Linked DNA regions of Mus musculus: regions 1, 2, 3, 5 and 6 are each linked to region 4. A link is a contact called in public HiChIP or PLAC-seq and promoter capture Hi-C data. All regions are on one chromosome and are shown on one strand. The core of a region is the stretch at or near the end of the contact, and the rest is flanking DNA. Distances in the headings are between cores, read along the strand shown. Region 1 holds the start of Itgb1 (integrin beta 1 (fibronectin receptor beta)). Region 2 overlaps Nrp1 (neuropilin 1). Region 3 holds the start of Nrp1 (neuropilin 1). Region 4 holds the start of Pard3 (par-3 family cell polarity regulator). Region 5 overlaps Nrp1 (neuropilin 1). Region 6 has its middle 36 kb from the start of Gm32643.

Region 1 (4,482 bases), core at 1,126-3,625, 1.6 Mb after region 4:
GAGGATTGTGTGTATAGTGACTAAAGGAAGATTATTTCTATCTGGTACATGGAGAACAAGAATAATGTAGATAATGATTGTTTATGACTAGAGTCTACCAAGGAAGAAAACTTGTGGTTTGGAAAAACTGGCACATCTCATCTCTGACTGCCTCAAATATGAACTGTCTGGCATTCCAAATTCTACTACTGCTCAAACATTGTAATACATGAGCTGGATAGAAAGATAGCAAAGATATTGAGGAGAAACAAAACATGGCTGAGAGACCCACTCAGGCTGAAAAATGTATCCAAGCTTGAACTTGCTTACCTTCATGGACTCAGACTCAGTCTGTGGCTGGCAGTGGAAATCCTGACGATTGAAAGAAAATGCTCTAGCACAAAGAGAAATGCAAACAAAGAAGGATCCTGGGCAAGACAGGAATTTTTCCCTCCCTCCCTCCCTCCCTCCCTCCCTCCCTCCCTCCCTCCCTCCCTCCCTCCCTCCCTCCCTTTCCTTCAACTCGATCTATAGATGAGGCTGGCTTCAAACTGAGAGATTCTCCTGCCTCTGAGTCCTCCCAAGTGCTGGGATAAAAAAATGTAGGACAGGGGCTTTTGATGGCCCACTTGACTGTTTCTTTTTTTAAGATTTATTTATTATTATATGTAAGTACACTGTAGCTATTTTCAGACACCAGAAGAGGGCATCGGATCTCATTACGGATGGTTGTGAACCACCATGTGGTTGCTGGGATTTGAACTTAGGACCTTCAGAAGAGCAGTCAGTGCTCTTAACTGCTGAGCCCTCTCTCCAGCCCCCTACTTGATTGTTTCCTATACTTCACTCTTTTTCACGGAAAGAATTCTATTTCTACCCTTGGGTTGTTACTAAATAGCTGCAATAGCTATTGCTGGGGAGAATAACCAACAGCACAGTAAATGCTACAGTGGAGAAAGGCTTACATTTTGAAAAAGCAAGAGGCAGCTTATATTTTCTGCCAAGGTAGAACTTCAATCCTCCAGGCACAGGGTAAATGGCTGTGGGTGTAATTGGACCTCATGCTTCTGCCACTACAACTTTCTTGTTGAGATGGACTGTACCGTGTAACTGTGAGCTAAAATAAATTCTTTCATTAAGTTGCTTTGTCAGTTATTGTGCCCCAGTAGTGAGACAAGTAATTAGAACAATGTTCATGCATTTTACATAGCTAAGTAACTGCCCATCTCTTAACATTTTTATGAATTCAAGTATAGCTACATTTCTGAGCAATTATGGAACTTATTAATTTCTATTTTCTTCAAAGTTTATGACTTGTACATGTAAATTGGTATTCCTCTGACAGCTTAGGTTGAGTCCTGGGAGAGCAGCACAAACACTATTTTGTGTGTGTGTGTGTGTGTGTGTGTGTGTGTGTGTCGATCTTGTGGTAGATTGTTCCCTCCTCAAGTCACACGAATGAAAGCTCACACAGTTCAGGCCAAGCATTGATAAAGTATGTTTATAAAGCTGTTTCTTGTGCAGAGACTGGGCTAATGGTTTAACTCAAAGTGGTAAGATCAATACCTTTAAAGGCAACGAACGTCACTGAGCTTTACCGCTGGGCTGCCGATGCAGACGTAGCCTTTTAAGTTCAGTCATTTACTAATTAGAAAAACGATGCTCATTTATTAAAATTTTAGTTAAACAATACATTTGATTTGCTCATGGGCAACATATAACTTTTCCATAGTGATTAATCTTTTTTTTTTTTTTTGGCATCCCAGTTTTACTCTTCCAGAACAGAAACACTATTTCTTGGGTTCATAAACCCGGCAATGAAAGCTGTCTTTACGGCTGGGTGCCCTGCTCCTCCTGGCAGCCCACACTCTTCGGGTAAGCTGATGGCACCTGCTGTCCCACAGCTTTCAGTATGACGAGGCAAGTCCAAGTTTCAAGCTTCTCATTTAGATTTTGAGACTGGCTACTTTTCAATTCTTTTTCCAGAAAAGAGAAAGCAAGTGCGCAAACATAACATTTTTCCTTTTTGTGCTTGGCCACCCAGATAGAAAATTGAGCAAATGCGGCGCCAAGGAGCGCAGGGTGGCACAGCAAGGGTGGAGCGGGAGTCTGCAATCTTAGGGTGACGGGGCGGGTCCGAGGGCTGCCTGCAGAACACCCGATCCTTCTTGTCCCCTCAGCCCACAGAGAGGTCTGGCTCGGGATCCCAGGGACCGGACACAGACTGCGGCTGGGCTTTCCAGCCGGGCGGCCGGCGCCCTCGGTGGTTCAGCGCGGTACCCCAGGCAGAAAGGGCCGAACGACCGAGCTCCTTTGTCTGCACCCTGCCCCACCTTCCTTCTTCCTGCCGCCTCCCCCTCCTTTTCAGGCGCGGCTGACGCGGCGCGGAGGAATGCGTTTCCGGAGGGAGAGAAAAGCCGGGCAGCCCGGGAGAAAGAGCTTCGCGGCGGGGGCGGGGCGGGGCGGCTTCCTGAGGGACAGGCGGGCCGAGTCTCCGCCCACTCGCTGAAGAGCCGCCAGACCCGCGGAGCGGCCGAGGCCCGCCGACGCCACCCGAGACCAACCGAGAAGCCGAGGCCCGCCGACGCCGGCCCGAGACCCTCCGAAAGGCCGAGGTCCGCCGACACCGACCCGAGACCCTCCGAGAGGCGGAACGCGGCGGAGCCCGGGCCGCCCGCGTGTCGGGCGGACGCTGCGAAAAGGTAAGGCCGCGGGCGTGTGGACGTGCGGGCGTGGGCTCCGGGCAACTCGGGCTAACCAGGCGTGTCTCTGCGGCCTGGGCCGGGTGGAGTCCGGTTTTAGGGACCGCGGCGCTCGGCCTCGTTCGGCTGCAGCTCCCCGCCCCGCCCGGCCTTGTCCTAAGGGAGGGTCGCGAGCCCAGTCTGTCACACCGGGGCGTGGCGGGGTTCAAGGGTGGGTACGACAGGGATCTGGGTGCCGCTGACCTTAGAGGGGTTCGGTCCGTCGGTGCCCAGCGGGCGCCTTTCCCCAGCGCGGCGCGGGACCCTGGGAACCAGGCCGCAGCGCCCGTGGTCCGCGAGGCGGTGCCCACCCGGGGCCTCGTGGAGTGTGGCTGCCTACCCTTTCTCGTGCCTCCTAGTGACAGGCTGGGTTAATGACCGCGCTGATCCCGAATGCCACAGTGAATTTGAACTTTTAATTTGAAACCTAGTAATAACTAGTAATAAATTATCCTATTTCCGTTTCCTCATCTTTAAAAGAGAAAAGGAGTTCCTACACTAATTATAGTAATTCTTGTGACACGAGGGTCAGACCCAGCTCCCAGCATGTAAACTCCCAGCATGTACTGACCTCACTGCAGAACCCTGATCCTGATCCATGGTGGTATTGGGACTGCCTATCTCATTTTACAAAGGAAGAAACTGAGGTGCAGGAGTTTTAAGTAATTTGGAGAGTTCATGGGCTCACCTCCAGAGCCTATATTTGAACTTTAAGTAACCTAACTAATGTAAAATAAAGAAGGCATTTTGTGTGTGTGTGTGTATGTATATGTATGGCAAGAGGAATCCAGGGCAATGCCTCAAAAAAAAAAAAAAAAAAAAAAAAAAAGAAAAGAAAAAAAAAGAAAAGAAAAAAAAGAAAAGGACACAGTAGGTAGTGAAATGTAAAACCACAACTTAGACAACAATGCTTCATATACATTAATTACTTTTCATTGCTTTTGCTATGTTAAAAAAAATCTACAAACTTCTCAGAATGTTTTGGTAGTATTAGGAAAGTCTCCTGGATATGCCATTCCACTTGGGTATGAAGAGGATAGTATGACTTAAGGTTTTTATTTTTTAATGGTGGTTGTTGCTTGCATAGGACAGAAATAAATGTTAGATGAATTCTGATTAGATTTCTTTTTTAAATCGCACACAGCCATTACAGTAGGTCATATCCTAGATAACCTGTAGAATGGACTAAGAAATTTTAGTTTAGAGTTACCTCTTGCATACTGATGGACATCAAGGCCCGAAGGGAAGGACTGACATCAGAATCTTAATATATGATATGATATCCAAGTTTATGAGGAATTTTGATTCATTCAACCATGGTTAATGATCAGAAATGATAGAATGACAAATAGAAAACGGATGAAACACTGGCATGTTGTATATAGGCACTTGGGGAGAGTAGAAGATACTAGAACTCTAGTTTTTATGTGAGTAGAAAGCAGTTTCTAGCTTATCTGTTGAATTTACAGGCCTGCAGTTGAAGAATCTGTTGTTGAGGATATGAAGTTCAGTATTAAGATGGTTTCTTTAATTTTAATTTATAATTATTTGCATGTGGGAATGTATGCCGAGCATAGGTGGAGGTTAGAGGATACATTTGTGAGGTTTCTTCTTTTCTTCCACTATCATGTGGATTTCAGGGATTGAATTCAGGTTGCCCAGCTTGGGTAAGCATTTTCATGTGTTGAGCCATCTCACTGTTTGAGGTTGTTTCCTTTTTTTAAGGCTTTGATTTGTTTATTTTATGTGGGTGCGTATTTGC
Region 2 (4,429 bases), core at 1,261-3,760, 1.4 Mb after region 4:
TACCTCTGAAGTGCCGGGAGCCATTCTTCAGTGACTCAATTTGCTCATTACTCAGGTGCTTTCTGCTCTAGTTGGTCATGTTTCTAAAACCATAAACTAAGCCTTCCAGAAGGAAAAGAGAAATTATCCCTTGGCCATTCCTTTTTTATTTTTATTTATTTATTTTGAGACAGGGTTTCTCTATATAGTAGTCCTGGCTGTCCCGGAACTGGTTCTGTAGACCAATCCGGCCTGGAACTCATAGAGATCCATCAAGCCTCTTCCTCCCAAATGCTGGGATTAAAACCATGCACCACTATGGCCTGCATACCATCGCCATTCTTGCAGGAATTTTTAGAAGGAAATCTTTATTCTTTTTTTCATGGATGAATAGGATTAGAGATATTTCACCAGGTAGAGTAAGGTTGGGGGGTTAATGCAGACAAAGGACTATGACTTGTAAAGGGCTTAGATTCTAAGGCCAAGAACAGTCAAGGAAAGATCTGTCAGCTGTCACCCTGGAACTCAGCACCTGTGGGACTGTACTGGCTGGTTTTTGTGTCAACTTGACACAAGCTGGAGTTATCACACAGAAAGAAGCTTCAGGTGAGGAAATGCCTCCATGAGATCCAGCTGTAAGGCATTTTCTCAATTAGTGCTCAAGAGGAGAGGGCTCAGCCCATTGTGGGTGGTGCCACCCCTGGACTGGTGGTCCTGGATTCTATAAGAAAGCAAGCTGAGCAAACCAGGGGAAGCAGGCCAGTAAGTAACATCCCTCCATGGCCTCTGCATCAGCTCCTGCTTCCTGACCTGCTTGAGTTCAAGTCCTGACTTCCTTTGGTGATCAACAGCAGTGTGGAAAGTGTAAGCTGAATAAACCCTTTCCTTCCCAACTTGCTTCTTAGTCATGATGTTTTGTGCAGGAATAGAAACCCTGACTAAGACAGGGACTATCTCTTTTAATTGCAGAAGACTACATGGATCTTTGTGTTGCTTTTCAAGGAAATACATATCTGGTCAGCCACTTTAGTCACACAGGGAAGACTTTGAAGGTAGAGGATTCCAATAGAGGGAGAATGTCCACCCAAAAGGGTTGATTGCCTTATGAATAATATTTTTTTAAAAAAATCCACTGTAAACTTACACTCCCTAGGCTGGACATGGTGTCTCACACGTGTAAATCTAACATTTAAAACATGGGAAGATTAAGAGCAAACAGTGAATTCAAGGCTAGTGATTCAGAATCTCAAGACAAAGTTTACATTTTTTTTTCCATAAGCAAGGGGCCACATCACTTAGACACGACACTGTGAACAGGGACAGAAGGGCCCTGCTTCCTGAATCCCCAGGTGGAAGGATGACCCCTTCCCTAGTCATCTGGAACATCCATTTTCCAGAGCAGGATAAGTTGATTTGGGGGAGCTTTATCTGTGGCTTCATGATTTAGATTCCTCTTGTAAGTTTTCAAGGCTCCACCTAGCTGCTGGAGCCAAACAGGTCTGTCTGTCTGTCTGTCGTCTCTGTCTGTCTGTCTGTCTTTCTCCCCTCTCTCTGTCTCCCCTCTCTCATTCTGCAGGGCCATGTGTCTCAGCTCAGGATCCTCACAATCCAATCAAGTAAGGGTGGTTGCCTCACTGGCAGTAGCAGCAGAGCAATGCACAGCCTTTTGGGGGGTGGGGAGGGGTGGTAGTGGGAGGGAGTGTCAAAATTTGCAAACTTGAGATCCTGGGCACAAGGCCAGTGAAGCCTGGGTAAGTTGCCTTGGTATTCTGGGGAAGGAAACTAGCCCACCAGCTTCATTCTGTGCATGGTGTCTGACAGGGAAAACGGTGGGGAGCAGGGCTGGTGTCAATTCCAGAGGGAGATTCAAGCTGCCTCCTTTTCGCTTCTTTGGTGATGTTACTCTTACAACTTGGGCAGGATCCACTCTCCTGAATGAGTGCATGTGTGCAAGAACCTCATTTCTTATATTGCTTGGACCTGATTGGGTAGTACTTGGAAGGGAGTGCTAAAATGCTAGCAGCCTTCTAGCATCCAAATGTGACTATAGTATCCCTGAATAACTCAATTTCCTAAACTTGGCACTGGCTATGGCTTATCTCTTGCTAGGGAGGGATTCTAATTCACACCCCTCATACTTTTAAAAATAGCTTTTACGGTTGCCAAGGGGAGGGCCTGGTATTTACTACCAGAGAATGTATGAATTAAAATACTAACTTTCTCCCCTCTTGCAATACCCTGCCAATAGTTAGCTGAGCACTCTGATACCTGGGAGAAAGCCCTCCCCACAGAAATGCCCTTCCTTCTTCACAGTGCCTGCTCCACCTCACTTATTTGTGCCTGGAAGGCAGCATGCACCAGGATTTAGTTGCTTAGTATTCATACCGTGTCAAGATTGGAGTGAAAGCTTATATTGCAAAGCTGGGTGTTCAGTGGCCAGACCAAACACAGCAAGCAGTTCAAATCACAGTTAGATTATAAGAAAGCACAGGGCAGAGCCTGCAGGCTCTTCTTGTCAGTGGAGCAGTACATGAAAGGAATCACTCCATAAAGATTGGTTGGAGAGGCTGTGGTGGGTCCAGGCTTGTTCTTCCAAGGCTGCTGTTACCTCTGCAAGTTGGCTAGGGTTTTAAATATATTTTTCTCCTCATCCTCCCTCTCTCTTACCTCCCCCTCCTGTTTTGTCTTTTAAATATAAAACATCTCTGCCAGGATGGAGAAAGGAGTAGGTCCTCAATGTATTTCCTCATTTCACAAAGGGACAGTAATATTAGAGGTGTTAGCTGGCCCCATGATTACTACTGAAATAACAGACTCAACAAAGGAAATGGTGTTTGGACAATAATTCACATATGTTAATGCTTAGCTCCATCAATGCCAGCTTTATTTTCTCCTTGAGATACACAAAGCTGGCAGACAGTTTTAACTGATGAGGTAATGTCATCTTTAATTTAGAGAGCCTTGAGCTGTCCACTCTAACCAGTGATATCATCCTGGTGATTGTCTCCCAGGGTTTTCCGTAGACATAAGTCATGGGTCCTGGCAGTTTAAAGGGTTTGTTAGCGACTGCACAGTCATCATGAAAATTTCCTTCACTTGATTTCTTTTAAATTGCCAAATACAGTTTATGTGACTGCCATATTTTAGCCAGGGGCCTGAAATGAATATAGCCCAGGATTTTAAAAGCAAGTTGAGGTTTGAAATAAATGGGTTGCAACTGTTTTTGTGTGAGTTCTAGGAGAAAAATGAAGACAAATCAATCAGGTTTATCCTGGTGGTGGCTTAGTAAGAATGGAAGGGCTAGGAAGATGGCTCATTGGGCACAGTGCTCAATGCACAAACATGAAGATCAGAGTTTAAACCCCCAGCAACCACATACAAAGCCAGGTGTGGCAATATGCAGCTGTAACCACATGCACTGGGAGGTGAAGATGGGGGCCTTGGAGCTCAGTCACTACCCAGCTGGTCCAGCCTAATCAGTGAACTCCAGGTTCAGTAGGAGAGCCTGTTTCAAAAAATAAAGTGGATTGCTCTGAAAGAAAGATATCCAGTGTTGACCTCTGACCCAAACACACACACACACACACACACACACACACACACACACACACACACACACACACACATTTTAATAAATGGAAGAAAGGAAGACAAAAAAAAAGGACTAAAAAATAAAACCAATGGAAATTTTGCTCTACTCAGGGACACCTGTGTTTCCTGCTGGTCGTTTTCTGCCTTTTTAAGATCCTTGAGCTCTGAGCACATATTGACCCAGTCTGATCTTTTTACCATTAGTCCTGTCAGCATAATGATCAAGCCTGGGTTTTCCTTGATGACTTCACAATTGTGGAGTTTCTTTTTCCAACAATATCCCTTTAAAGATTCTGACTAGTGAGTATAAACAAAGTTACTTTCCAGTTTTACATACCCTCCCCCCCTTTTCAGTTTAAATCATGCTTTGTGACACTCGTGTAGGCCAGGGAGGTATTCTGTCTCAACCACTGAATGTGGCTAAAGAGAGAGTCCTTTCTCAGAAGACTTGAGTTGGGCAGAATGGCGTTAAATAGTGAAGAATCTGTTTATTATTCTGTGGCCATATGTTTAGAAGGTCTCTCACAGAAATCAAAGTATTGTTCATGGGGCACTCTAGCCAAGGGGACATTCTGAATTCATAAGAGAAGCTCTCGGTTTGAAAAGAATGTCCCACATTATGCACAGGACACCCCTACCACAGACAAAGCAACACTACTTAATAATAGAGAATTGTGCTTCAGAGATTTTGCTTTTTCTTGTTAATTGGTTACTTTAACTGACATTGTCTGCAAGTATAATGGACACCATTATTCTCAATGGTTCTGTGTTGTTGATAATGTGCACAGGCAGTGCAGTCCATTTTAATTATTGCATTTCACTGTTTCGTCCCCGTGAACTGAGCAGTGGTAAATGCAGA
Region 3 (4,445 bases), core at 1,895-4,394, 1.3 Mb after region 4:
TTCTCTTCTTCCATGTTAGATGTTGGTTAGCTCCTAAGAATTCTTTGTTTCTTTATTGCCATAGGTTTGACTTTAAAAACAACACAATGCATAATCTTGACTGCACTTGATGTGGTTTTGAGCTACACTGGGATCCCCATATTGTACCCTTGAGAACTAGGTGGTCCAAAGGCCTTCTGGGAGCAATGACTCTCTTATTTCTAGCAAAGTGATGTGGCTTGGTGAAAGGAGCAAGGTTTTTCCACCCAGCTAGTTCATACTGGCTGTGCTCAAACAGGCCCCAACCTCAGCAGCCCCTGAGGTGGAACTGACCATGGACAGCCTCTATCCAGCACGGTTAGGGCAGCAGATAGATAAATCACCCGAAGGTAGAAGCAGACCCTGTCTCCTAGGCAGATCTGTGATATCAAGAAGAGGGATATGTGCACGAGACCAAAATAAAATCAAACTAGGAATACTGCCAAATTCTTCCTCTGTCTCACACTTGCTCTCCTATAAAGCCACTCTGTTTCCCTGGGTGGAGAAGTACAGGTATCTAAAATGGCCTGTCTCTCTTGATGGGATCCTATGGCACAGGAAAAGGTTGTTAACCAGAACGGTTAGCAGTATACCTACGCACTAGCTGGCAATTATTTATTAGAGTGGCTTGGCTCCATTTCTCAGACCCACTGTGGAAAAGAAAAAGTGTCTAGGAAAGCCTCAGTTCTGGAAAATGAGAAACAATAGCTTTAAGTATGTTTCCCCTAAAGTACACACAGGGCATGCCTTACAACCGAGAAAAGCTATCAAGAGAACTTAGGGGCTGAGCCAGAAAACTAGGAGTCTTTCACTGGTTCCCCAAGCTTCTTGTTTCTGGGTATGGGGAACTGTCCCTTCCAGGGCGCACCAGTTGATCACTCAAGTGTCCTAAGTGTGCCCCTTATCTCACCCGACCCAGGGCAGATTGGTTAAATACAGGCTTCAGCTTCGCCTGGGCTAGCCAGGCAAAGGGGTTCCTCTTCGGAAAGAGACAAGGATCTGGATCTCCACAATTTTGGCCTGGTTTCCCTCTTATGTCGACTCGCCAAGTCCGGCGAGGCGCCTGTCCGTTGGACTCCAGGACTAGGGTGGCGCGGGGTCACCCTGAATCTAAGGCTTGCCCAACATAGTTGGAATTGGCAAGGATGCGCCCGATGCCTGGCGCAGGGAGGCGGGGACACGCGCTCCGTGTGGCACATCGCCAGGGCTGCCGCCCCCCCCCCCCCCCCCCCCCCGCCGCCGCCACTCTCGTTCCCCTAGCTTTACCCTGGGCGCGGCTATCGCCTAGACCTTGCCTGCAGAGGGCCAACGGCCTCACGACTGCCCCTTCCGCTCGACTCAGGCGTTTGACTCCCGGCCTTCTGGCACGCCCAACCAACCCACCCGGAGTTCCAAAGGGTCGGAGAACCAAAGAGGAAGCTAGGGGCGACTAACCGGGGGCGCTCCGGGGCTGGCTCTCTGCACGCAGGGTTGGCGCTGCGGTGGGGCAGGGAGGGAGAGGCTGCGTTGGAGGCGGGGCTGGTAACCAGGGCCGGAAAGAAGGCTGGACTCTGGAGCCAGTGGGTCCTGCGCGGGAGCCCAGGAGGGAGATCCGCACAACGGACAAGCCTCAATTCAGCGCCCAGCCCAGACATCCAACGCAGAGTCCTGGCCTAGGGCACCAGTGTCCTGAGCGATCTTTCTCCCTGAATGACCCTAGTTTTTCAGCCAAAACCTTTGACCAGAGTCTCCTTGCCAGCATTCCCAAATCTTTGCAACCCCTTGTACCAGGTAGGAGTCAGTCTCTGTGGTGGCAGTATGTCTATAAATGCCACTTCCCAGAAGGCGTATGACCTTTTCACCTTACCCACCAGCTCCTTCGGAGGTCATTGAGCCCGGTATATGTACTTGATCAGAAGCCTCAACCAGTTTATGTCCCTGGGTGTCCTTGCTATTCATAAACCAAAGCCACCTGCTGCAGTTCTCGGAAAGCCCTCGAGGATGGAACCGGACTACATGGGGGAGGGGAGGCACTGGGCAGACACCAGGGACGCACCTCGTAAGTGGGTGGCGTATGAGGCTGGAGGATCAGTAGACACAATTGCCTGTAATCTAAACCTGGCACTAGGAGACCCTTGCAAAGATCATCCTGTCACCCTCACAAGGGGTCGTTGCCAGTCTTATCCTTCCCTCGGTGTGCACAGAAATGGGTCCCTCGACCCCTGATTCAGATTCTTGGAGTTCTACGTGGCTGGTCTGCGACTGTTGGCGGCTGCCCCCTAGCTGAAAGGCGCGCCACCATCCATCCTCCGAGCTCATGTAACCCCAAAGAAGAGGGGACCAAATCTCGGGGAACAATGCAGCCTGAAGCGTCAGGGGTGGGGATGGGGGTATCAGGTACCCATCCTCGCCTTTATGCACGGCGAGGAGACCTTGTTCCGCTGCAGCCAGGGTCCGTGCTCTAAGAAAGTCTGCCTATGCTTTACGTGGCAGACTGGGTCACAGTTCTCTAAGATCAACAGCGTGTCTCGCAGAACAACCAAGGCGTTCTTCTTTTAGTCTAAGTCCTACTCGGAGCGTCCTGGAGCGCCCGACTGCTTCCTGCCCCAAACCTCAGGCTGACACCCAGGAAGTGAAAGCGGGGACTGACAGCGCGATCCACGCCTCCGGGGGCGCCGGTACCTAGGGATTAGGAGTTCCGTGAAGTAGCAGCTAACCCCGGTCTCTCGGAACTCCTTGACTCCAGGATCCTCGCCTACACGAGCAGCCTAGTTCAGTTCTGGGGTGCAGAGATCTCGTCAAGGTAGACTAGCCTGCCACTGGGGCTGGTACCACTTGTACTGCCCCTTCTGACACACATACGTGACCTTGCGCTCTGGGCGCAGACAACCTGCTCCCTAGTGACCTTCTTCCCGCGGAGAGCACAGCAGGGTACCCGGAGGTGGGGTGGAGGGGGGAGCCCAGAGGACCAACCGGGAAAGCACGCGGAGAGAAACTTGTGTCTCTGAATCTCCAGCCAGGCAATCACTGGCAGAGCTGTGCGGGGAGGGGGCGGGAGGAAGGGAGGGAAGGGCTCTGGGAGGGAGGGGGAGGTCGGAGAGAGAGGCGGGTGCCAGTGGAGAAAGTCCTTGCTCTCCCGCTCATCTTTTCATTGCTCTCTCTCCTTCCCGCAGACAACCCGGACCTCCTCTGGGCGCCAGCTCCTCGGCTCCAACCCGTCCAGAATCAAGCGGGATTTTTTTTTTCTTTCCCTCTAGAAATTGGCTTTGGTGTGTCGCCCGCCCTCTCCCCTCCTCCTCGCAACTCCTCCCCTCTTTTTTTTCCTCCTTCTTCTTCTTCCTGAGACATGGCCCGGGCAGTGGCTCCTGGAAGAGGAACAAGTGTGGGAAAAGGGAGAGGAAATCGGAGCTAAATGACAGGATGCAGGCGACTTGAGACACAAAAAGAAAAGCGCTTCTCGCGAATTCAGGCATTGCCTCGCCGCTAGCCTTCCCCGCCAAGACCCGCTGAGGATTTTCTGGTTCTTAGGCGGACTTAAGAGCGTTTCGGATTGTTAAGATTATCGTTTGCTGGTTTTTCGTCCGCGCAATCGTGTTCTCCTGCGGCTGCCTGGGGACTGGCTTGGCGAAGGAGGATGGAGAGGGGGCTGCCGTTGCTGTGCGCCACGCTCGCCCTTGCCCTCGCCCTGGCGGGCGCTTTCCGCAGCGGTAAGTGACAGCCGGAGACGGGAGCAACCAGAGTGCCCGGGGCTGCCGAGTCCCCTCGGGCGAAGGGGTTCCAGCCCCAGCCACGGGACTTCCAGCCCCAGCCACGGGACGCGCGCACGGCTGCCGGGCGCAGGAAACTTGCCTGCGCAAGGAACGGAGAAGTCAGGGCGTCTGGGGCAGGAGGACCACAAACCCTCGGCCCCCTGCTCCAGTTGGTTGCTGGCTTCTCCTGCCTCTGTTTCGAGACAGAGCTGCCTACCTTCCCAGATCAGCACACCAATTATCTTAATAATGTTTCCTCCCAGAGGCAATTAAATGAGACTCCCTTTCAAAAATCTGATGGCTGCTGAGAGTTAATGAACACTTCACCGGGAGGACTTCCTGGTTCTCCTCAAAACACCCCTGCTCGGTTTCCTCTGGTGGGCGACACAGAGAGATAGCGGTCAGTCTTGGCGCTGGAACTCTCCGCTGCCTTTGTAAACCGTCTGTGATCAGTCTGAAGTATGAATGAAAGTCGCACTGTCAATAAAGGCTTTGGATCTATTCAGTGTGAGGTACCAGCGTGTCTGAGAATTCGTAACCCTGTTGCAGCTTCCAGTTGGCTTTTAAAACCACTCACTGTTAAGTAAATGAAAGGCAGTCCTGGGTATAAACAGTGCCTTGGAACATAAAGAGTGTGTTTAAAATGGGATCTGGTACAAATGTGTTCCACGTCCCCTGGAAAGGTGCTGAAGGCTAGGC
Region 4 (4,327 bases), core at 620-3,119:
TAGCATTAAGATTTTTCATATACAATTTTGTTTGATCCTTACAATTTATGAGATGCATCTCACCAATTTCTTTCCTCAGCTGGCAAAGACAAGGCTGGGGAGAGAGTTAACATCATAGTTGAAAGTACTATTGTTCAAACCTAGAACTTAACCTAAATCAGTGCCTTTTTGTTTTTTTGGACAAAGTCCACTAGCAACTTTATACTCCTCCCATGTGTCAAAAACAGAAACACTACCTTTAATTACCCATAATTATTGTGGGTGCAAGTGTTGTTTTTATTTATATTTTATTTAATGGCTCTCTCTCTCTCTCTTTCTCTCTGTGTGTATGTGTGTGTGTGAAGGTCAGTGGAAAATTGTTGGGGGCTGTTCTCTTTTCTCACCATGTAGGATCTGGGGTTAGAATTCAGGTAGTCTTGGTGGTCGGCACCTGGCAGGCTGAGCCATCTTGGTGGCCCATGGACACAAGTATTGCTAAGATCCCAAACAAGAAAACCTCAGCAGGACTCACCGACATAGTGCGACCAGCACAGGCACTGGTAGACAAGTTGAATGATAGATATAGCCATGTAGAGATAATAAGAGTCTTTCCCATGGCTATGTGCACGCAAGAGTTCTCTTGTGGACTTTGGGAGGGTGAATTCTTGACGGACCCCTGAAAGGACGATACATTTGCTGGGACCAGTGATCATCGGATGGACTGAGAGCAGTCAGAAGGGAGAAAATGTGATGTTTCCTCTGACCTAGAGCCGCATGGCCAAGGAGACTGTGCAGGAGTCTAAAAAGCCAAGGGATTTCTTTGTTTTGCTTATTATTTTTAAAAGAAAGGAGGGATGGATGGAGAGCCCTCAGCACCAGCTGTAGATGCTCAAATTCTGGGGACCACAGGAGTTTTAATAGGCTTAAAATATCATGCAAATTAACTGTCAAACTGAACTTACTGTATTGTGTGGGACAAACTCAGGTCAACAGCGACTCTCTTGAAGTTTGCCATTCTTTGAAGACAACATTTATTTAAGGATCACATTTTCTAAGTAAGTCAGAAAGCAGCTTCAGTCACTTCTCTAGACTTGGTCCACTTTGTTATTAAACACCTTAGAGTTTGCTTATCACCCACTCCCTGTGGAGTTGGGGGTGTGTCAGTGCCTGAGTTTTGAGGCAGCCTTAGCAGCGAGGGAATAGCCTATCTAGAACAGCCTTCCCTCCGAGCGTTCGTACTGTGTTTTTTTTCAGAGGGTTTTAGGTTGCTTAGATTGAGGAATTTTCAAGAAACAGATGTATTTGAACTGCGGTGTTAAGTCCTGCTTATTTAAACAAGTGGGTCACCAAGAAACTTTAAGGTAAATAGTGGCCTCAAGAGGAAGTACCAGGGCGTCCACGCGTCTTCAACCTCTCTCGGGAGCAGCCAATTAATCTCTGCTACAGAACAGCGCCGCCCGGCCTTGCACCGGAGCCAGGCACTTAGGATAGAAACCCTGCTTTGCCTGACCTGGAGCTTCCTATCTTCGCCAGCGCGACTCGGTGGCTCTCGGGCTCTAAAGGCGTCTCCGAGCTTAAACTGCTTTCTCCCAGGAAGGGGATTAAAAGTCACAAAGAAAGGAAGAGGACCTCGCTGGAGCCCTCTGGGGGCGTGGGTGGGGCGTCCCGGAGTGGGCCTCCCACTGCAGCCTACGGCAAGTGGGCTGGAGGAGGACGCGCCCTGCCCCGCGCTGGCCCGAGCACAGCGCCGCGGGCTGCGACGCGCTTCGCCGTGCGGTGAACCGAGCGGCCGGGCAGCGGCGGAGGCCTCGGGGCGCCCCGCCCTGCGCCTCCTCCTGCCGCCTGCGCGCGGTGCTGTGCGCCCAGCCCGTCGCTGCTCCTCCTCCCTGCCTCGCCGTCCCCTCCTCGGAGTCCCGACTGAGCGCGAGCGCCACACGGCCCCGGGCCGCCGCCGAGCGCGCCAAGACGCCGAGACGCCGAACAGGTGGCCGGAGGCTGCAGGCGCCCGGGCGGGGACAGGCAAGGCCAGGCGAAGGCGGCCGGGCTGGACATGGTAGCCGGGCAGCTCTGTGCGGCCGCCTGCTCGCGCCTCTAGCCGCCGGCGCGCCGGCGCAGCGGCCCCACCGCGCCCTGCGTACAGTCTCCCGGCCCAGCGCCGCTCCGGCCACGGACAGCGAGGGACGGCGGCATGAAAGTGACCGTGTGCTTCGGGAGGACCCGGGTGGTCGTGCCGTGCGGAGATGGCCGCATGAAAGTTTTCAGCCTCATCCAGCAGGCGGTGACCCGCTACCGGAAGGCCGTGGCCAAGGTGAGTGGCCTGGGGCGCGCGGCGGGGAGCGGACGGGGGAAAGGCGCGGGGATCAATATGGCGCTTCCTGGAGACGGAGGAGGGAGACCGGGAGGCGGGGAAAGGGAAAGTGCCGCAGCCGACGGCCTCGCCGGCGCCCCCGGCCCGGACCCGCGGCCGTAAAGTTCTCGGCGCGCTCCGGCTGGGCCGCGATCGCCACCCTCACGGTCCCTGGACACTGTCTGGGTCCTCCGGGCTTAGGAGTGGACGGCCGGGTGCCCAGAGCCCGCACGGGGCGAGGCAGAGTGCGGCACGCGGGAGGCGCGGCGTTGCCTGGCGGGGCGCCTTTGCCCGACCGTCCGCGGGCCCTGGCAATCCAGCTCCAGGCCTCTCCCGGAGCAGGCCTGTCCCGGAGGGTTGCCCACGGAACTTTGGGGAGTGTGGGAAGAGTTGAGCGATCTGGTACACGCGGGAGCCGCAGCCGGGCCGTGGACCTTCTGTGTTCTTGCGGGATCTCCGAGTCGCGCGTGCAGCCGTGTTTGGGTCGGCCAGGCTCATGGGCTAAGGTGGGGGCGATGGAGTGGCTCCGGTGCTCGGCTCCTTAAAACACCTAAGCCTAGACTCGCTCCTGGAGTCAGAACTCCCTCTGGCTCTCTACCCCTACCTAGCTGGATGTGCTCCAGTGAGGAGCCCGGGCTTCACTGGGCCTGGGGTCGAAGTAGCCTCTATTTCTCTGTTTTCCTCATGGAGAACATTGTCTCCATTAAACCGCATTCCTCCATAATAGGTCAGAAGTGGAAGGGCGTTTTGTAGGTTGTTTTACCCTCTGTGTTTGACAACAGCCCACGCTGAAGTTTCGTTCTAGCACCTGAGGATATTTCCTTTGTATGAGAGTGGAATGTGTTCCCTTTGGTATTTCCCCGTCTGTTGTCTGTTCAGTGGCCTGCCTTCTGTGACTTCAGAACAAGCGAGAGGAGAAGGTGGCTTTGTCTGCATATGTCGCTGAATGCTCGTGGGTCACCCTCCATTTTTCGCTGAAATTAAGAAAGGGCAAAATGGTTACACCGTTGTTTTGTTTTGTTTTGTTTTTAGTCTGTGTTGGAAAATATAACACAAGATTGCCCCTTTAAGGAGACTTTGGGGGATGGTTGGCAATCTGGTACAGGGATAGGAGATGCTGAGTTCAACAGCTGTAAGTGTTCTTCCAGTTGGTCGAACTCATTGAAAAATCAAACAACATTAGTGGAAATTGGGCACCTGTTTATCTTGTAAAGCTGACAAGAGGGGAAATCCTCTGTAACTTCACACTTAAGTGTTTTAAGCATCATTTCTGACTGACAGTTGGTGATTTACTATTGTAAGGGAAAACCAGGTTGTCTTTGTACTCTGCAGACAAACATCATTAGTTGTGAAAGAAAAGAAAAATGGCAGTAACATATGTAGAATATAGAAGTGTGCCTACTTCCAGAGCAGAGAGCATGACCATGTTGACCTCTTGCTTTGCCGATTTTGTTTGTAAAGCTAGCCATGTTTCTTTCATCTTGCACACCCTGGGCAATGGTCAAGTTGCCTGTTGGGAAATACACAGGTAACTGTTTGACTGGCTGAATTATTAATTTTTCCATAGGAATGAAACATTTACTATTTCAAGTCATATTAAGTATTTATTGTGTTGTGGGTGTTGGGCATCTAAGGGATATGTAGGATTCTTTGTTCTTAATAGGTTGTGAGAGTCTGAGACAAGATTCTTGTGATCCCTCAGGTGGGGACAGCCGTGGTGTTTCTGTGGGGAAATGTTGTCCCTGGGATGTTGGAAGGATAGAGTTGAGGGCCCTTGCTGATAGGTGTGGACTATTCTTCACTATCAGCAGTGGCTGTCCAAAGTCAAGGGGGAGGGGTGATGAAAGGGTCCCAGAAAGAGTAGGAGGTCTGAGTGACTTCTAGCTGTGAGAAGACCAGGTGGGAGAAATGAGGGATGGAAGAGAGACTGTGACATTGGACTAGTAGACAAGACAGTCAGAAATGATTTACTAGTTCCAAAAAACTCAGTTTAGGAGATGG
Region 5 (4,623 bases), core at 177-2,676, 1.4 Mb after region 4:
TTCCCCCATAGTCATGCATGCTCCTGTCAATCAAAGATGAGGGCGACCTTTCCAGACACCACAACATCCTTAGGAAACTCCCCAAGCCCTCAGAGGAGGCCAGGTGATGCCCACTGGGAACTACTGCCATAGCTAGCGATCACTTTCTCACTCTGGAAACTGATTAACTAGCTGTGCTCAGTTTGTTATTTTAAGGTCAAGCACAGAGATCTTACGGTAAATTCATACCACTCATAATAGCCACACCAAACCCCTCCCCGTAACATCATCCACTTGTCTCTTTCATCCAAAATTGATTTTAAAGTTTCAAAAAAAGAAATAGTGTTGCCAAACAAAATACAGAATCCCCAGTTAAGCTTGGTGTGACTTAAAAATGATAATTGTTAGTTTATGTATTTCCCATTGCAGTATTTTGGATACACTAAGAATTAGTCATTGTGTCTCTGACATTCCAATCTAGTTGGATATCCCATTTCTTGTTCTGTTGTTTATTTGCTTGTTAAATTTAACAACATGGGCAAAAGTGGGTCAAGCCTGTCTGCTAAGGAAACCCTGCTGTAAACTAGCATCTCATTCAAACCTTGAATTAATTGTTAATGTAATTTTTCCCTCATCATTGTTAAAAGTGAATTATGGGCTAAGTTGAGGAAATAGCTCAATCAGTAAAGAACTCATCTTACAAGCATGGGACCTGAGTTCAAACCCCAGAGCTCACATAAAAAGGCATGCATAGTAGCATACACTTGTAACCCAGAGCTAGGATGGTGGAGACAGGAGGCTCTCTGGGACTTGCTGACCAGCCAGTCTAACCTAACTAGTGACTCCCCAGGCCAGTGAGAAGCTGTGTCTCAAAAAACATCATAGAAAGTACAAGATGATGTCCTTTGTCTCTCAGACACATGCCCACAAATGCACAGTATGAGTCTTGTGGCTTCCAGTCAAGGGCAAGTCAAGGTTCAACATACTGTTTTTCAGAAGAGGCATTCGCAGAGAAATGTTGGAGGCTGGCTCAACACACTGACTTCTGACTGAGAATGGACCGGCTTTCACCATGTCTGGGGAAAGAAACAGTTCAGAATCTCTGTGTAAGAGAAAGAACATCCATCTAGCACAGTCTCTGCTCTGCTTGTAGGATCCAAATTAGCTGTGTGTTTCTCAGATGGTAACATCTGACTCCCTTTGCCAGCCAAGCATCACCATTGTAAAGAAGCCGGTTGGAAGTCAGGCAGGTGTGATCACTGTAGCCAAGAAATGGGACTTCTGTTTTTAAGATAAGAGTTTCATAGTCCTTCAGCAAATGGCTTTGTTTAAATCTTTAAAAATAATTTCCATTGAGTTTATTCTTGGTTTCCAGATTCCCACCCAGAGCAAATAGTCAGGCTGGGTTACAGGAAGGCGTCCTGAGAAACGACAGCTGCTTTTGACTGTTGTAATACATTGATTCATTCAGCAAATATTTTTTGAGGTTGACAGTGTGCAAAAACAAGCTCAGCAAGTCTCAGAAAACAGAAAAATATGACTTGTTTCATACCCTCAAAAAATTAGGATCCAACTTGGCAAATGGCTTGGTTGTGAGTATGCTTGCCCAACATACAGGAATCCCTGAGTTCTGCACCCAACACTGCAGAAACCACATGGCAGTTGGTTCTGCCATGCAGAAACCACATGGCAGTGCACACTTGAAACCCCAATACATAGGAGGTGGAGGTAGAAGGCTCAGGAATTCAAGGTCATTCTCCAAGGTGAACTGAGGGCCAGACCGGAACAAGAGATCTTGTCAAAAAAAAGGGGGGGGGGGTGTGAAAAAGGCAGGAAGGAAAGAAGAAAGAAAGGGAAGTAGTGAGGGAGAAAGGGAAAGAGAGAGAACATAAAACTTGAACTAGCAAAAGGCAGTTATCTAAAAGAGTGGATACGATTGCCAATACAAGAGAAAATACAGATCAAGTATCATAAGGCATATCAGAAAAAAAATGTGTCTAATTACAGACAGAAATATTGACTAAGCAAAATAATATTTAAAGATGAGTCAGTGTTTTCCACAAATTAAATGGTGGAAAGAGCAAGATGATAGGTGGGCCTAGAGGATAGAAAGAATGTAAAAAAAAAAAAAAAGCCCTAGCCCCACCCAGGGAGGAAGTGCTTCATCTCTCTAGTATCAGTGACTGTGCAAGCAAGGAGCTGGGATGTGCAGTGTTCAAAGCCTTGCTTGAAAGTCCTGAGTGTGGAAGACATAGCATCAGAACTGTATAGCTCATGAAGAGAGGTGCTGACTGACCCATGCTTCAGGTCAACGGGGCTGGACTTAAATCACTTAGGGTGGTTATGCTTTCTATATTGCTATTTATCACATTATGTAGAATGGAATTGTTTCAAAGAAAATTAGATTGTCACTCCTATATGTCCCTAATTGAATAGTATGGTGTTGCAAAGAAGATAACTGGTGTTGGTTATTTATTAAGCAACCAACCAACCAATCAATCAATCAATCAATGATGGATACTCTCCCGTTGCTACAGAAAATGTGAAGAGGTCCATTATGTACTCCATTGCTCTTGGGGAGTTTATAGTCTATCTGTGATTACAGACTCATAATCCCACCCACAGCACATCTCTGTCCCAGCTGGGAGCTACTTCTGCCTGGGCCATCACATTCCCAGGAGGGGAATCATCCCAAGTAGGCAGAAGTTTCCATGACTCTTGAACTGCATCTTGACATTTACATAGGCTGTGCCTCTGAAATCAGGAGAGAGGAAGCTGAACATCTTGGCCAAAGGCAATGATAGGAAATCTTTCTACAGGATGTGAGGGAGAATTAGTTAACTGGAATGTATTAGATAGCTGATGTGAATCCAAAATGAGATACGGGTGTTTGAATTCATGGGAGGCACACATGTTGGAGGTGCACAGGCAGATGTGTGAAGACCCTGGGACAACCTCGATTGTCATTCCACAAGTGCAGCCCACATATTGTTTATTTATTTTGAGACAGTCTCTCATTGGGATTGGGAGCTCACCAGTTCATCTAGGCTGGGTGCCAATGAGCTCAAGGAACTGCTTGTTTCTGCCTCCCCAGTGCTGGTTTACAAATGTCAGTTACCGTGCCTGGTGTTTTTAAATGGATTCTGAAGATACAACTGAGCTAACTCCCCAGCACCCAAAATGTGATTTTTAAACCTAGGTAGAATTTTTTCTTGAAATAATAGAGAACTAGCACAGGGGTAAGTTTTAATCTCAGAGTTCAAGTGGCACTTGTGGAATAACAGCAGAGGTTGTCTGGGGCCTCCATACATGTGAAGGCTGGTTTTAATCTCATAACTTAAAAGACAGATACAGGTGAACCTCTGTACATTCCAAACCAGCCAGAGACACTGTCTCAATAAAAGGGAGCGGAGAGGAAGCAATGATGGGAGCTGATAATATAGCTCAGTTAGTAGCAGCTTGCCTACCATGCACCAACCCCTGGTGCTTGCAATCAGTTAGTATAAATTGAACATAGTAGCACATACTTGTAATCTCAGCACTCAAGTGATAAAGGTAGGAGAATCAGAAGTTCATAGTCATCTTTAGTCTCTTCAAGACTATATTAGACCCTATCTTTAAAAATGAACTAAAAACAGAAAACTAGAGGTCTTGGGGACAGCTGGTGGTAAAGGAAAGATGGGCATTCAGCTCCCTACATGCCTTTTCTCCATGCTGAGCCAGGCTCTTCCTTTGTCACCTCCTTACCAATTTCATTTTGCTTCAGCAATTTCTTATTTGGGGATATATTTCCTTAAGTATCTCCAACTACATGTTCCATCATGAACCACAAATTCCTTGTAAACAACACTTCTCCTTGAAATGGGAGCAACTTCTAGGGGCAAAAGAGACTGGAACCTTAGCTTGATGTTAAACTTAGGAGAACTAAAAAGCATGGGACAAGGGGGCTGGCAGTGACACTCTGAATGAAGATTTTCTTTATGGGATTATGAGTCTAAGGACAGGATAAGATTAGAGAAGAGACCTGCAGAAGAGAAGGCTCTGTAAATGTAAAGAGACTGGAGATTTCATATAAATGGATACAAGGTTATGTTTTCTTTCTAAGCAAGGTGTCTCTGAGAAAATAACCTCAGCCCATCTGTTTCTCCCAACATCTAGATTATCCTTGCTCTGGAATGTTGGGCATGGTGTCTGGACTTATTTCAGACTCCCAGATTACAGCATCCAATCAAGCCGACAGGAATTGGATGCCAGAAAACATCCGTCTGGTGACCAGTCGTACCGGCTGGGCACTGCCACCCTCACCCCACCCATACACCAATGAATGGCTCCAAGTGGACCTGGGAGATGAGAAGATAGTAAGAGGTGTCATCATTCAGGGTGGGAAGCACCGAGAAAACAAGGTGTTCATGAGGAAGTTCAAGATCGCCTATAGTAACAATGGCTCTGACTGGAAAACTATCATGGATGACAGCAAGCGCAAGGCTAAGGTAAGGCCCTGAGGTAGGGAGTACCCACAGTCTGGGGACATGACCTGCCCACTAGCTCACTAGGAAGACGTTTCTCCAGCCCATGGCAGAAGTGAAATCCTCATGTCCTGGGATTTTTGTGGTGGTTTGGTTTTGTTCATGTGGTGTACCTGCG
Region 6 (4,446 bases), core at 870-3,369, 1.5 Mb after region 4:
TTCTGGAAGGGAAGTCAGTGCATTTAATTACCAAGCCTTCTCCCCACCACTCTCAATGGACTCACACAGTCTTTCTCTTTTGGAGCTGGCTTAACCAACATGGTGTATTTTCAAGGTTCATTCCGGTTACAGTGTGCATAGTCATTGTCATTGTTTTTAAAGGCGTTTGTATGAGCACTGTTTGCTCACTTATTCATTACCAATTCATTTGGATTATTATCAGCCTTTGGTGATGACTATTGCTGCTATGTACTTTGGTGTATGTCATATGATTGATTCAAAGCCATGTCTTGTACCCCCAGCTTCCAAGGGGTAACATCCTTTCTACAAAATCCCCTTTCAGGAATCCTGGTTCATCTCTTTCCACCCTTCTGAGTCACTTCATGCCCAAGGGTCTTTCATTTCCTTTATAATCGTTTGCCTGCTGTTGTCCTCCACTGACCTTGAGAGTTTCTTTTCTTTCTGCTTTGTTTGGACAGAGTCAGAAAAGAGGATCATACTTGGTCAGTTTACTGCACCTCAGTAGAAGTCCTCCCTGTCTTCCTCAATGTTTCCAGTGTTACTTCAGTTTAACACTTATTTTAATCAACACAATTTATAGAGGTGTTAATAAAGGCATACAAATTATGACTCTTGCAACAACCAAGGAAGCAACAGAATCATTGGTTCACAGACATCTTCCTGAAATTTGGTATTATTCAAACAAATTGGTGATGTTCTTCAAGAAATTATTTCCAAGACAAACTAAAAGCCACACAAAGGCATTCTCCCTGCACACATACATCTGTGTTAGATTCACCTTGCATATTTACTTTATTCTATAGATTGAGCTATAAATTAGTTTATAACTAAAGCATACACACACACATACCCACACATACACATTCATACCCACCTGTCTCTATACACACATACTACATATACCATACACACATACATATATACATTCACCCCTACTCACAACCTTCATTCTATTTAGAGGAATTACAAGCACTTTTTGAATAATGATTTATCAATTTACGCCTCAAGCTACCCATGGTGAGGATTCCCAAAGGAATAGTACCGTTTTGTGCAGAAACCCTGGTTCTGAACACTTTTCAAGTCTCTTGTGTATGGAGGGAGTAGAGATATGAGTGTATGTGTGTGTGTGTGTGTGTGTGTGTGTGTGTGTGTGTGTGTGTGTATGTGTGTATGTATGTGTGTGTGTATGTGTATATTTGTGTGTGTGTGTATTTACAAGTGTATGTAGACATGTATATGGAAGCTAGAAATTAAAGTGGGCTATATTCCTCTCTTTTTATACCCTAATTTTGAGACAGGGTCTGCACTGAACCTAGAGCTTACCAATTTATGAAGTCATTTTTTTCCCCAGAGACCCACCTATCTCCAACTACCCCAGTACTAGGAGTACAAACAAACCACACCAGATCTGTTTTTTTACATGTGTGCTAAGGACCCATGAGATCTCATGTTCTCATGCTAACACACCAGGCACTCCATTAACCGAGCTGTCTCCCAAAGTTACTTCTTACATCTTTTAATTCTGTGACTACATCTCATGTACACAAATGAGACACATTATATACAGTGGCTTCCAACTTCTGAGAGAGAGAGAAAGAGAGAGAGAAAGAGAGAGAGAGAGAGAGAGAGAGAGAGAGAGAGAGAGAGAGAGAGAGAGATTAATCTCCCCAGATGACCAATGAAAGCTTCTCCCCTGCCAGCCAGCCAGCAGGGTCTGGGCTTCTGTGTTCTTTGTTCTCTCTGTTAAGCGCTGCCTATGAAGTTGTCCCACATTTGATGTGTTCTTTGTTCAAATACCACTCATTCCCTGCCAATTTAGAAAAACATGCTTTAGTGCCACTGCTACAGCTGAAAAGAGCATAAAAGGGGGTCTAGAATTTTGTTTTTCAAGGATGGGTGGGAAGACACTTCTCCATAGGCACCCAGTGATTTTCTCCACCCCTGATCCTGACGTCTCTTTCACTTTTTGTCTCTTTTCTGAAGAAAGAAGCTTCTTGTATGGCAAAATGCCACTTGTTACAAATGCAGTGAGTGTCCCTCTGAAACACTCCTGGGGTAACTTCATGATCTGCTGGAGTGTCTGGCTGACACACAGTGCAGCTCAGCTGCCAGGACCCTAAATGAATGCCGATCACAATTAAATGCAAATTAGCAGCAAGAGCGCACACATAATCCCTTCAGCTGCCTTCTGATTCCAAGCCACACATGCCACTCTAGGCTGTGAGAACAACGCATCCCCACAACCCTCCCCCCACAAGAGCGTACTGCAAGAAGAACCCTATCACTTCGCCCTCACCCTTGATTGGCATGTCACAGGAAGCATGTGATTAACCAGTTAGGCAGTTTAATTAGGTTAATGGACACAGCCACTATATACTCTGGGAGTCACTTGTGACAAGGAGTGACTTCTTGTCACGTACCCAGCTTGTCTACACACAGCAGTGTGCTAGTGGACTGCAGGTAAAACTGATTGCTAGCTGCACAGCTGCCCTCTCCGTTGGCTTCTTGCTCCCTGATGTCTCTCCAGACCTCAGTACAATTCCTGAATACGGGAGGTTTGCTTGGTTTGGTCAGTAAATGAATCAATGAGTACTTGGACACTTACTTTTTTGTCTCCTCAGGGTCTTCCTATGAAATCAAAAGGCTGAGTCTGAGGGGCCTGTAGGAAGTGCTGATGGGTTAGTCAGGGAAGGTAGCACCCAGGATGAACATCTACCTTGCTGCACTCCTACAGTTGGAATGAGACAAAGCAGGAGTGTGAGGTTACCATGCCACCTGGTCTCCTCATTCACTTTCAGAGCATGGCTGCTAATAGCCCACAAAATGTCTATGAAGATGCCTCCATTTGGCCTGTGAGAATTACCATGTACTACTCATTTATTAGACATAAATAGTCCTTATCACATGGAGCAGAGGTCATGGGATTTCTTACCACCAGTGTCACCGTGTGGTGACTGCCTTACTTGGGCTGTATTTTCCAGTTTATTGTGCATCAAGGTGGCTTCCCTGTGTCTAGTTCCTAACAATGATACCGATTGTATTAGAACCAGATAATGAGGGATGGTTCCTCTCCCTGTTAATCTAGGTAGGTCCATAGGACATACCACATCAATCATAAAAGAGAGCATAGTTTCTATTCTAGTCTTCTGGAGACATTTCTCTGGAATAACAGGTGATACTGGGATGCATCCTGGAACATACAGTCAATCCAGGTATGGATGTTGCTGCTACAGCCACTAGGTGTGCATTAGCAGACACTAGAATCTAATAAGGGAGACACATCATCCAAATAAAAACAGCCTCCAGGCTAAAGAATGGCATGAGAGATACCCTGTTCCTAGTGAGCCTTCCTTAAATAAAAATTTCCTGATAAAACAATGTTGATTATTATTATAGGCCTGCATTTGGGGTAATGTGTTTTTCTTTTTGAGACAGTCTCATGTATCTTAGAGTGACCTCTAACTCAGTATACAGTCCAGTATGACCTTAAACTTATTCTCTTGCCTCCAACACTTAAACTCTGGGATTGCAGATACATACCACCACACTCAGCTTTATAAGGCTCTGGGGATAGAACCCAGGTCTTTGTGTAAGCCAGCATCTACCAACTGAGCTGCATCCCAGTCCCTTGAGGTCATTTTCTGATCATCAACAACAAATCAGAACATTTATGTGAATGTAAATGCTACGTGACTGTTTCAACCTAAGATAAAAGTCTATAACTCCTTTTTCCACACACTTTCCTGCCTCAGTCCCTGTGGAGATAACAAAATAAAAGTAGACAAGACTCAAGATGACTAAGCTGTGGCACATTACCCATCACTCAAGAATACCCACATCAAACCATTTTTAGGGATGGTAACACAGTGAAGCCAATGTGAAGCCAATGTGGTAAGCATCTAACTTCCCATGTTACCTAAGATGACTCTGACCAATACAAGTGACTTTTCTTATTCAACCCAAATCTTCCCAGGGTTCTGTTCTATCGTTTCCCAGATGTCTGAGCAACACCAGCTATGGGTTTCTGCTCTATCCTCGTCACCCACAGTGGAAGGGCACCTGTCTACACAGAAGAGAGAACATTTACATGTTCTTCTCCTAGGCAAGTGAAGGTTCAAAATTCACCCTTGCTTGTCACTTTTCCTTAGCACCTCAGTGACAGGACAACATTAGCCAAGGACAAAGGAGAATAAAGGACACTAGCATCAGTTGTCAGATCTGGTCTCTCTACATAAAGCCCTGGCACCAATGAAGCTATCATAAAGAGACACCATGCTACCTCATGCTACCTCCCCTCTGCTGCCAGGTTGCTGAAACAATGGACTCCCTAAAATTGGAATTTCCTCAGGAACCTCATGCTGGAAAAGGGATAAGACTGAAACCTGGTGCCAGACAGACAAGAACTTGTCTCCAGGAAGAGATTTC

What was found. Promoter capture Hi-C pulls out the DNA fragments that hold promoters and counts their contacts. HiChIP or PLAC-seq counts read pairs in DNA pulled down with a chosen protein or histone mark.
Region 1: a promoter capture Hi-C map of neural stem cells shows a contact between it and region 4. The contact joins the promoter of Itgb1 here to the promoter of Pard3 in region 4. A contact is called at or near these places in 3 of 39 promoter capture datasets (cranial neural crest, hippocampal neurons and neural stem cells), 6 of 115 datasets of contacts at active chromatin or transcription factors (astrocytes, embryonic forebrain, embryonic hindbrain and 3 more) and 1 of 9 other capture datasets (embryonic stem cells).
Region 2: a promoter capture Hi-C map of cranial neural crest shows a contact between it and region 4. The contact joins the enhancer-like site here to the promoter of Pard3 in region 4. A contact is called at or near these places in 3 of 39 promoter capture datasets (the 3T3-L1 cell line, cranial neural crest and hippocampal neurons) and 6 of 115 datasets of contacts at active chromatin or transcription factors (astrocytes, differentiating embryonic stem cells, embryonic forebrain and 3 more).
Region 3: a promoter capture Hi-C map of embryonic stem cells shows a contact between it and region 4, with 6 times the contacts expected there. The contact joins the promoter of Nrp1 here to the promoter of Pard3 in region 4. A contact is called at or near these places in 4 of 39 promoter capture datasets (the 3T3-L1 cell line, cranial neural crest, embryonic stem cells and 1 more), 1 of 15 datasets of contacts at CTCF or cohesin (the NIH/3T3 cell line), 4 of 484 Hi-C or Micro-C datasets (the N1E-115 cell line, cerebral cortex and embryonic stem cells), 16 of 115 datasets of contacts at active chromatin or transcription factors (the NIH/3T3 cell line, T-cell acute lymphoblastic leukemia, astrocytes and 11 more) and 1 of 9 other capture datasets (embryonic stem cells).
Region 5: a promoter capture Hi-C map of liver shows a contact between it and region 4, with 2.3 times the contacts expected there. The contact joins the enhancer-like site here to the promoter of Pard3 in region 4. A contact is called at or near these places in 5 of 39 promoter capture datasets (cranial neural crest, hippocampal neurons, liver and 2 more) and 7 of 115 datasets of contacts at active chromatin or transcription factors (the NIH/3T3 cell line, astrocytes, embryonic hindbrain and 4 more).
Region 6: a contact with region 4 is called in an H3K4me3 HiChIP or PLAC-seq map of embryonic forebrain, with 8 times the contacts expected there. The contact joins the enhancer-like site here to the promoter of Pard3 in region 4. A contact is called at or near these places in 2 of 39 promoter capture datasets (cranial neural crest and pre-B cells), 1 of 15 datasets of contacts at CTCF or cohesin (the NIH/3T3 cell line), 7 of 115 datasets of contacts at active chromatin or transcription factors (the NIH/3T3 cell line, astrocytes, embryonic forebrain and 4 more) and 1 of 9 other capture datasets (embryonic stem cells).

What each region holds. Positions count from the first base shown.
Region 1 is chr8:128,683,279-128,687,760 of GRCm38.p6, forward strand. Itgb1 (integrin beta 1 (fibronectin receptor beta)) reads left to right here and starts at 2,376. Exons shown (of 16, transcript NM_010578.2): 1 at 2,376-2,681.
Region 2 is chr8:128,414,166-128,418,594 of GRCm38.p6, forward strand. The region is part of intron 2 of Nrp1 (neuropilin 1); the gene reads left to right. Among named protein-coding and RNA genes, the nearest start is that of Mir1903, 57 kb to the left of the region's middle. Within about 2 kb of position 2,511, at least 37 of the 459 cell types and tissues checked have an H3K27ac peak or open chromatin away from gene starts, as enhancers often do.
Region 3 is chr8:128,355,929-128,360,373 of GRCm38.p6, forward strand. It overlaps Nrp1 (neuropilin 1), which reads left to right and starts at 3,145. Exons shown (of 17, transcript NM_008737.2): 1 at 3,145-3,704. The coding sequence starts at 3,632. It overlaps A930035F09Rik (a long non-coding RNA gene), which reads right to left and starts at 2,309. Exons shown (of 3, transcript XR_879381.3): 1 at 1,453-2,309. It overlaps Mir1903 (microRNA 1903), which reads left to right and starts at 3,313; the gene lies at 3,313-3,392.
Region 4 is chr8:127,062,187-127,066,513 of GRCm38.p6, forward strand. Pard3 (par-3 family cell polarity regulator) reads left to right here and starts at 1,870. Exons shown (of 25, transcript NM_001309391.1): 1 at 1,870-2,287. The coding sequence starts at 2,168.
Region 5 is chr8:128,464,210-128,468,832 of GRCm38.p6, forward strand. It overlaps Nrp1 (neuropilin 1), which reads left to right. Exons shown (of 17, transcript NM_008737.2): 9 at 4,138-4,469. It overlaps Gm32643 (a long non-coding RNA gene), which reads right to left. Exons shown (of 7, transcript XR_003947627.1): 4 at 966-1,055. Among named protein-coding and RNA genes, the nearest start is that of Gm32643, 26 kb to the right of the region's middle. Within about 2 kb of position 1,427, at least 24 of the 459 cell types and tissues checked have an H3K27ac peak or open chromatin away from gene starts, as enhancers often do. A contact at or near this core is called in liver, where this site is marked.
Region 6 is chr8:128,526,927-128,531,372 of GRCm38.p6, forward strand. No RefSeq gene overlaps it. Among named protein-coding and RNA genes, the nearest start is that of Gm32643, 36 kb to the left of the region's middle. Within about 2 kb of position 2,120, at least 45 of the 459 cell types and tissues checked have an H3K27ac peak or open chromatin away from gene starts, as enhancers often do. A contact at or near this core is called in embryonic forebrain, where this site is marked.